Linked DNA regions of Pan troglodytes: region 2 is linked to region 1. A link is a contact called in public HiChIP or PLAC-seq data. All regions are on one chromosome and are shown on one strand. Each heading gives the region's core, a stretch centred on a gene start, on an enhancer-like site or on the middle of the called end of the contact. The rest is flanking DNA. Distances are from core to core; before and after follow the strand shown.

What was found. HiChIP or PLAC-seq counts read pairs in DNA pulled down with a chosen protein or histone mark.
Region 2: a contact with region 1 is called in an H3K4me3 HiChIP or PLAC-seq map of stem cell-derived excitatory neurons, with 8 times the contacts expected there. The contact joins the promoter of ADNP here to the promoter of BCAS4 in region 1. A contact is called at or near these places in 1 of 7 Hi-C or Micro-C datasets (stem cell-derived neural progenitor cells) and 1 of 1 datasets of contacts at active chromatin or transcription factors (stem cell-derived excitatory neurons).

Annotation. Positions count from the first base shown.
Region 1 is chr21:57,083,715-57,087,273 of NHGRI_mPanTro3-v2.0_pri, reverse strand. BCAS4 (breast carcinoma amplified sequence 4) reads right to left here and starts at 2,206. Exons shown (of 6, transcript XM_063803110.1): 1 at 1,927-2,206. The coding sequence starts at 2,106.
Region 2 is chr21:57,219,787-57,223,250 of NHGRI_mPanTro3-v2.0_pri, reverse strand. It overlaps ADNP (activity dependent neuroprotector homeobox), which reads left to right and starts at 1,644. Exons shown (of 4, transcript XM_016938135.4): 1 at 1,644-2,255. It overlaps DPM1 (dolichyl-phosphate mannosyltransferase subunit 1, catalytic), which reads left to right. Exons shown (of 10, transcript XR_010154286.1): 10 at 901-1,021. It overlaps LOC104003620, which reads right to left. Exons shown (of 4, transcript XM_063802818.1): 2 at 2,027-2,380; 3 at 1,632-1,706. The coding sequence ends at 1,633.

The DNA of each region.
Region 1 (3,559 bases), core at 957-3,456:
ACTTTGGGAGGCTGAGGCCAGAGGATCTCTTGAGCCCAGGAATTCAAGACCCGCCTGGGCAACATAGTGAGATATCGTCTCCACAAAATAACTTTGTTTTAAAAGTTAACCTGACACAGTGGTGCGCACCTGTGGTCCTGGCTATGCGGGAGGCTGAGGTGGGAGGATCACTTGAGCCCAGGAGGTTGAGGCTACATTGAGCTATGATTGTGTCACTGCACTCCAGCCTGGGTGACAAAGTGAAACCCTGTCAAAAAAAAAAAAATTAAAAACTTCTGTTCAAAAATTATTTTAAAAATATATGGAGATGGCTGGGCGCTGTGGCTCACGCCTGTAATCCCAACACTTTGGGAGGCTGAGGAGGGTGGATCACGAGGTCAAGAGATAGAGATCATCCTGGCGAACATGGTGAAACCCTGTCTCTACTGAAAAATACAAAAATTAGCTGAGCATGGTGGCACACGCCTGTAGTCCCAGCTACTCGGGAGGCTGAGGCAGGAGAATTGCTTGAACCTGGGAGGCGGAGGTTGCAGTGAGCTGAGATCATGCCAATGCACTCCAGCCTGGTGACAGAGCAAGACTCCATCTCAAAAAAAAAAAAAAAAAAAAAAATATATATATATATATATATATGGAGAAAAATAAAAAGAAAAAAGAGAAAACTCATATATATGTATATATATATATGGAAAGATATTTTATGGTTTTTTTTTTTTTTTTGAGAGGGAGTTTTGCTCTTGTTGCCCAGGCTGGAATGCAATGGCTGATCTCAGCTCACTGCAGCCTCCGCCTCCCAGGTTCAAGCGATCCTCCTGCCTCAGCCTCCCAAGTAGCTGGGATTACACGCCCGGCTAATTTTTGTATTTTTAGTAGAGACGGGGTTTCGCCATGTTGGTCAGGCTGGTCTCGAGCTCCTGACCTCAGGTGATCCACCCGTCTCGGCCTCCCAATAGTGCTGGGATTACAAGCGTGAGCCACCACGCCTGGCGAGATAGATTTTTTTTTTAATGTCTCACTCTGTCGCCCAGGCTGGAGTGCAGTGGCATGATCAAGCCTCACTGCAGCCTCACTCTTCCCCGTCCCCTATCCCCATCCCAAGCAATCCTCCTGCCTCAGCCTCCCAGAATGCTGGGACCACTGGCACGAGCCAATACTCTGCCTAGGCAGATACAGATATCTACATTTGTAAATGCATTTTAAATGTCCGGAATGATTTATACCAAAGAGTTAATGCTGGTTTTCTAAGAAAACTAGAATTGGGGTGGGAGAGAAAAGAGAAAGGGGTGCATAGCCTTTATTTTAAATACTCCTGTACTGCTTTTGTGGTTTAAAAAGAGAATGGGTTGAATTTCTGACCGTAAATAACTCCTAGTGAACTCAGACAAATAACTTTTTCACAACAGCGTCGACAGATGCCTCCAGCCGGAAGGTAGAGGGTCTCGTTTTAGATCTGCTTTTCACTTGGTGCTTTTAAAATAGAAAGCGCAGACAGAGGCGTGGTGTTTTCGCTCCGAGCTGCAGCAGCGCAGCGCGGCTTCGGGGCTCCCCGCACAGCCGCAGCCTGAGGCGCCGCTCGGCCCGGGCACCGCTCGGAGGTAGCCGGGGCAGCAGAGGTCCCGGGGTCCGCCTCTCCCAGGGCCGGCCTGGCAAAGGGCGGCGCCTGAGGACCCGGCGGATGCTGGGGGACCCGGGTGGGGAGGGAAAGCGAACCTGGGCCTCCGGGGCCCGGTGTCGCCCGGAGGAGCGAGCAGGGACGACCCGCTGCACATCTCTGGGTGGCGCCCCGCAGCCACCCTTCAGGAAGGGGGGAATCCCCGGGCCCCCCACTCCGGGAGCGAGAGGATGCTCCGGGGAAGCCGAGGGTCCGGAGCCCGGACCCCTAACCGCGAGAACCCTCTCCTCCAACTCCACAGCCCCGTCCCCTACCTCGGCCCCAGGCTCGGGGGTCAGGAAGAGCGCGAGCTCGCGCGCCCCGCTGCGCACGGGCTCCGGCTGATCAGCGTCCACGAGCAGCATCAGGAGGGCGACGGGGTCCGGCTGGCGGAGGCTGCCTGGGAGCCCGTGGTTGCGCCCGGGCCTCGGAGCCCCGCCCCCGGTCCGCTGCATGCCCCGCGGCCCGCCTGGCGGAGGCGGGGCAGGTGCGCTCCCGGCGGTCGCGGCTCGCAGCTCCAGGAGCGCCGGGCCGAGCGGGCAGCGCCACCCAGTGGCGAGCGGCGCGCGCTGCGCCCGCCTCCGCAGCACCTGGGCATCAGTGCTTTGCAAACTCGCTTGCAGATGGCAGTCACCTGGAGCTCTTTTAGAATTTCCCAAGCCTGGACCACACCGTCTCTGGGTTAAGACCTGGGCATCAGGATCTTTTGATGTTTGCTAGGTGGTTCCAACCAGATTGTTGACCCAAAGCTAAATTTGAGAACTATTGGGGCAAGCCACCCCTCCCCATCGGAATCCCGGTAGAGTACAGGCTCCCGGCCCCGGACCCGGCCGTAAAATAGAATCCCCGGGGAGCTTTTAAAAGCCCGGAAGCCAGGCCTCGCATCAGGCCGATTAAGTCGGAATCCTTCGGAGTGGGGCTTGGGCATCGGTAGTTTCTAAAACTCCCCGGGTGATTCTAACGGGCGTCCGGGTTAGAGAGGCGCTAGCTTAGAGGAAGCCCAAAGCCGCCCGCCCCCCGCCCGTTCCCATCCTACTAAAGCATCTAGTTTGCATCGGGCGGAGGGTCCTGGAATTTAGGGAAGGCCGAGTGTAACGGTCCTCGTCTTCCTCTTCGGTGCAGATTTTAAAATAAACTTCACCAGGAAACTATTGAGCGCACTACATTTCACAACCGCACCCACTCCCTCCATGCCCTTGGAGGCCGGCCTAGATAGACCCTTTACAAGCCTTGGGGCTGAAGAGAGCGAGGTGCGCCTCATCTCCCACCCCAACAGTGCTAATGAGGAAAGTACTAAAAGGCAAATAGGTATAAGAAAAGTCTGAAGTTTTGATTTTTCGTTTGATGACTTATTTTTATTTTTAATTAATTTTTTTTTTTTTTTTGGAGACGGAGTCTCGCTCTGTCGCCCAGGCTGGAGTGCAGTGGTGCGATTTCGGCTCACTGTAACTTCCACATTCCGGGTTCAAGCAATTCTCCCCCTCCCTCAGCCTCCCGAGTAGCTGGGATTACAGGCGCCTGTCACCACGCCCGACTAATTCTAATTTTTGTATTTTTTAGTAGAGACGGGGTTTCGCCATGTTGGCCAGGCTGCTCTCGAACTCCTGACCTCAGGTGAGCCACCTGCCTCGGCCTCCCAAAGTGCTAGGATTACAGGCGTGGGCCAGCGCCCCCTGCCTGCTGACTTTTCTTTAAATGTTAAATCGCCTCACAAAAAAAAAAAAAAAAAAAAAAAAAAGGCTGAGCTGCTTGGGCAAACATAAGGAGACTCCATCTCTCTAAAAGAAAAAAAAAAAAATTAAAATTGCAGGGTGTGGTGGGGCACAACTGTAGTCCTAGCTACTGGAGAGGCAGATGCAGGAGGATTGTTTGAGGCCAGGAGTTCAAGGCTACAGCGAGTTATGATCG
Region 2 (3,464 bases), core at 395-2,894, 140 kb before region 1:
TAGTAAATCTGGTGCTTAAACACTGTAAAATTAAATATTTACATCTGAATCCAGCATCCCATTTTGCTTTGTAAATGAGGCCAAAGATGAAATCCAGATGTTTTCCCTTTGTATTTGTATTATCACTATATGGAATCTAAGTATATCTAAGGAAAACTAAACTTAAACTTACTTTGCTTATTTCATATTAGTTTTTAATCTGTCTTCTGCAGTGTGTAATTAGATTCTTTAGTTTTCTGAATCAAATGCTTTGCCCCAACCCCTTTTTCCACGACTTTTTTCAGCTGTTTTCCCTTGAAATACTGACTTGGCTTTTAAAGATACATTTTATCACAATTGCAGAAATGTGTTGTATAAAAGTTTGTTAAACAGGGCTAACTGAAGTCTTAGATGTTGAACAGCTATGTGTAACCACAATTTATACTACTTGCAGCGAACTCAGATTATTTTCGGATGTTAAGTATGGCTTGAAACTATGTTAACTTGAAATGTAAAGAAACAGCAAAAGACAGGTGTATTTACCTAAAGATCACATATTAAGGAAACAGGCTTGGTTAATTCCTCACTATTGACATCTATTACTTGTCAATACATTTAACCAACCAATGATACTTTAAATCATAATGTTACTTTGAACAACCTACTTTAAAAGGTTGGTTCAAAAATGTTGAGGAGATAATGTATTGGTTGGGATTGACCTAAATTTACAAAGCAACCATGTGCTGTCTTATGCTACCCAGATTGTGGGAGCACCAAAAGCTATGTCCCTAGGACTACAAAGTGTGTTAAGGATCTTGCAGAGAGCCAATGCCCCTATTGGCAACATCACTTCTCATCCTTAAGTTTCACCAGTTGGGTGGCCTCAAGGCACTAGGATTCCCTTTTTTTTTTTTTATTCAGGTCAAAGAGAAGAGTCCATCACTGTGACTGGGAAGAATGTCAAGTCACAGGGTAACGGCGGACCTTAATAAAATCTCGGCCCCTCTGCACCGAATACCCCACCAGGAAGGGCTAAGGCATCCATGGGGTTGTGTCTCATCTCAAGTCGCTGTGTGAAGCACGAGGCCCTCACACCTCATTTAAGGCAGGAGGCGTCAGGGGCGACCGGCCAGGTGTCCCGGCGCCTTCCGGCCGCTTCTCAGCCGTGGAAGCGCGGGCATCTGAGCACGTGGAGCCGCCCCAGGCCGCCCCGCACACCCCTCCCGCCAGATGTAGTCCAGGCCCAGCTGGGCCCGCGCAGGGATCCCCAGCACGGCCACCTGACTGAGTGCTGGGCGTGCTGCGGCCCGCTGCTTCTGCCTCCGCCGCCGGCGCTGCGGCCAGAGGAAGGCGCCCGCCGAGCACACGGGCCCCGGGAGCGCACTGCGGCCATTATCCGCGGCGCCTCCTAGTGGGTCAATGGCAAATCCGCCTGGTTCTCGCGAGAGCTCCCCCCTCAGTGGGGATTATATAATTTCCCTCAAGTGGGGGTGGGGGTGCTGAGAGCACCCTCCCTCAGGAAAAGTTAGGTGCAAGCAGGGGTGGGAGTAAGAGGAACCCCCGCTGGGGAAAAGGGGGTTAGGGGTGCTGTCCCCACTGCCTCCCCCTATTTAGCTGGACAATGAGTCCTCTTATGCTAATGAGGCACTTACGTCACTTCCGCTCTTTCTCGGCCGCCATTTTGGCTGGGGCAGGTTCGGGGACTCGGTCCGAGGCGCTTGTATTGTCTGCTGAGGGGAGACGCGGGATCAGCCCCCTCCCCCGCCCGTTGCCGCCGCCGCCTCCGCCGGCCCGGTCTCCCCTCCGCCGCCCGCCGGGATCCATGAACTGAACTCCCGCCCCCCCCCCCCCGGCCGCCGCCATCTTGTGCCCCCTCCCCCTCCCGCAGGCAGCGCTAAGGGGGATTTTGGCGTCTTCTCAGACACAGCTCCCTCTCTCGGTCCCCGCTGCTGAGGAGCGAGAGGAGCGCGGCCGCCGCCGCCCGCGCCGGTGAAGCCGCCTCTCCCACACCCTCCGTCTCCTCCCTCCGCCCCTCCTTTGTCTGCACCGCTCGACGACGCCGCCGCCGCCCGCCGCTCTGCTGCGCCCGCCGCGCCCCCCGGCAGCACCCGCGGCCGCGGCGCGAGCCGGAGTCCGCCGAGCCGGAGCGCGACGAGGCCCCGGGCGCGCCCTCCCCGCTGCCGCCACCGCCGTGCCGCCGCCATCCGCCCGCCGCCGCCGCCGCTGTCCGGCCCCCGAGCACGCCGGCCCCGCGCGCGCCTCGAGGCCGAGTCAAGGTAAGCCCGGCGCCGCCGCGCGCGGACCCGCGGCCCTGCCCTGCCTCGCCTCCCGACCCCGGCCCGCGCGGCCGCCAGTGCAGCCTGGCCCCGGGCGCGGGCGCATTGTTGTTCGCATCGCCGCCCTCCAGCCGCACACACGCTCCTTTGCACACCCCGGCGCCGACGGGTCCCCCGTCCCGGCACGGACCGCTACCCGACTCTGCTCTGGAGGTCCAGGCGCCTCCTCCTGCAGCCCGACCCCCTTCTCCGCCCCGTGAGCCCACCGAGGCCAGCAGCCTGCCTGGCCGCCCGGAGCTTTTGCAGCTAAGGGCATCTCCCCCACCCCGCCCCCAGCCAGAACCGAGCTTCTCCCATCCCTGGAACTAATCCCGTCCGCCCCCCACCCCCAAAAGGAGCCCCCCCACGCACACCCCCATGCCTTGAACCAGCCTTCTGCCAGGTCTGCCCACCCTTACCTGGGGGAGGGGGGACGGGGTTGGGGGGGGCGGGGAGCACGCATGGCATGGAGTGAAAGTCTTTGCCTCCCCTGTGCAATCCTTCTTCCCCAACCTGCCAGCTTTCCTCCTATCCTGACCACAGTTCACCACCATCCCTTTTCCCCAATCTCAGCTGCCTGGTCAGCACCTCTTTCGAACATTCTGAGCCCCAACTTTGCAGTAAGGTGGTAGAAAATGGAAATCCAGAGAGCTGCAAAAAGATTTTCTTTTAATGTAATGAATGGGGAGTAGTTTTGTGAACACCCTCGTATTCACCTCTTCTTTCCTCTGGGAGGCCTGCCTGCCTTCCCCTCCCCCCCAACCTTGATCCCTGTCTGCTGGAAAAGGCGCGATTGCTTCTCTTCCTCTTCTGCCCAAGACCAAGACTCTAGGTCTGATATCCTTTTTAGCCACACACACACACACACCCCACACACGAAGTCTTCTTAATCTTCTTGAATTTACCAGTTACTCTGGACACTTCTTGCCATAACCCCATTTCACAGACAAAGGCTTAGGAGGGAAAAAGAGCCAAACTGTTTCTGTGTTTGTCATGTTAATGATGTCCATCCCCACACACCCAGTTCCCATCCCTGATGCTTCTTGTGCCTGTATCTTGAACCTTCAGAATGAAAAAAAAAAAATCTCTTGGATAGCTTGATACAGTTTCTTTAGAAATCTGCATTGTTGCTTCTGGTTTATGGCCATGGAGAAAATACCAGCCCCCACC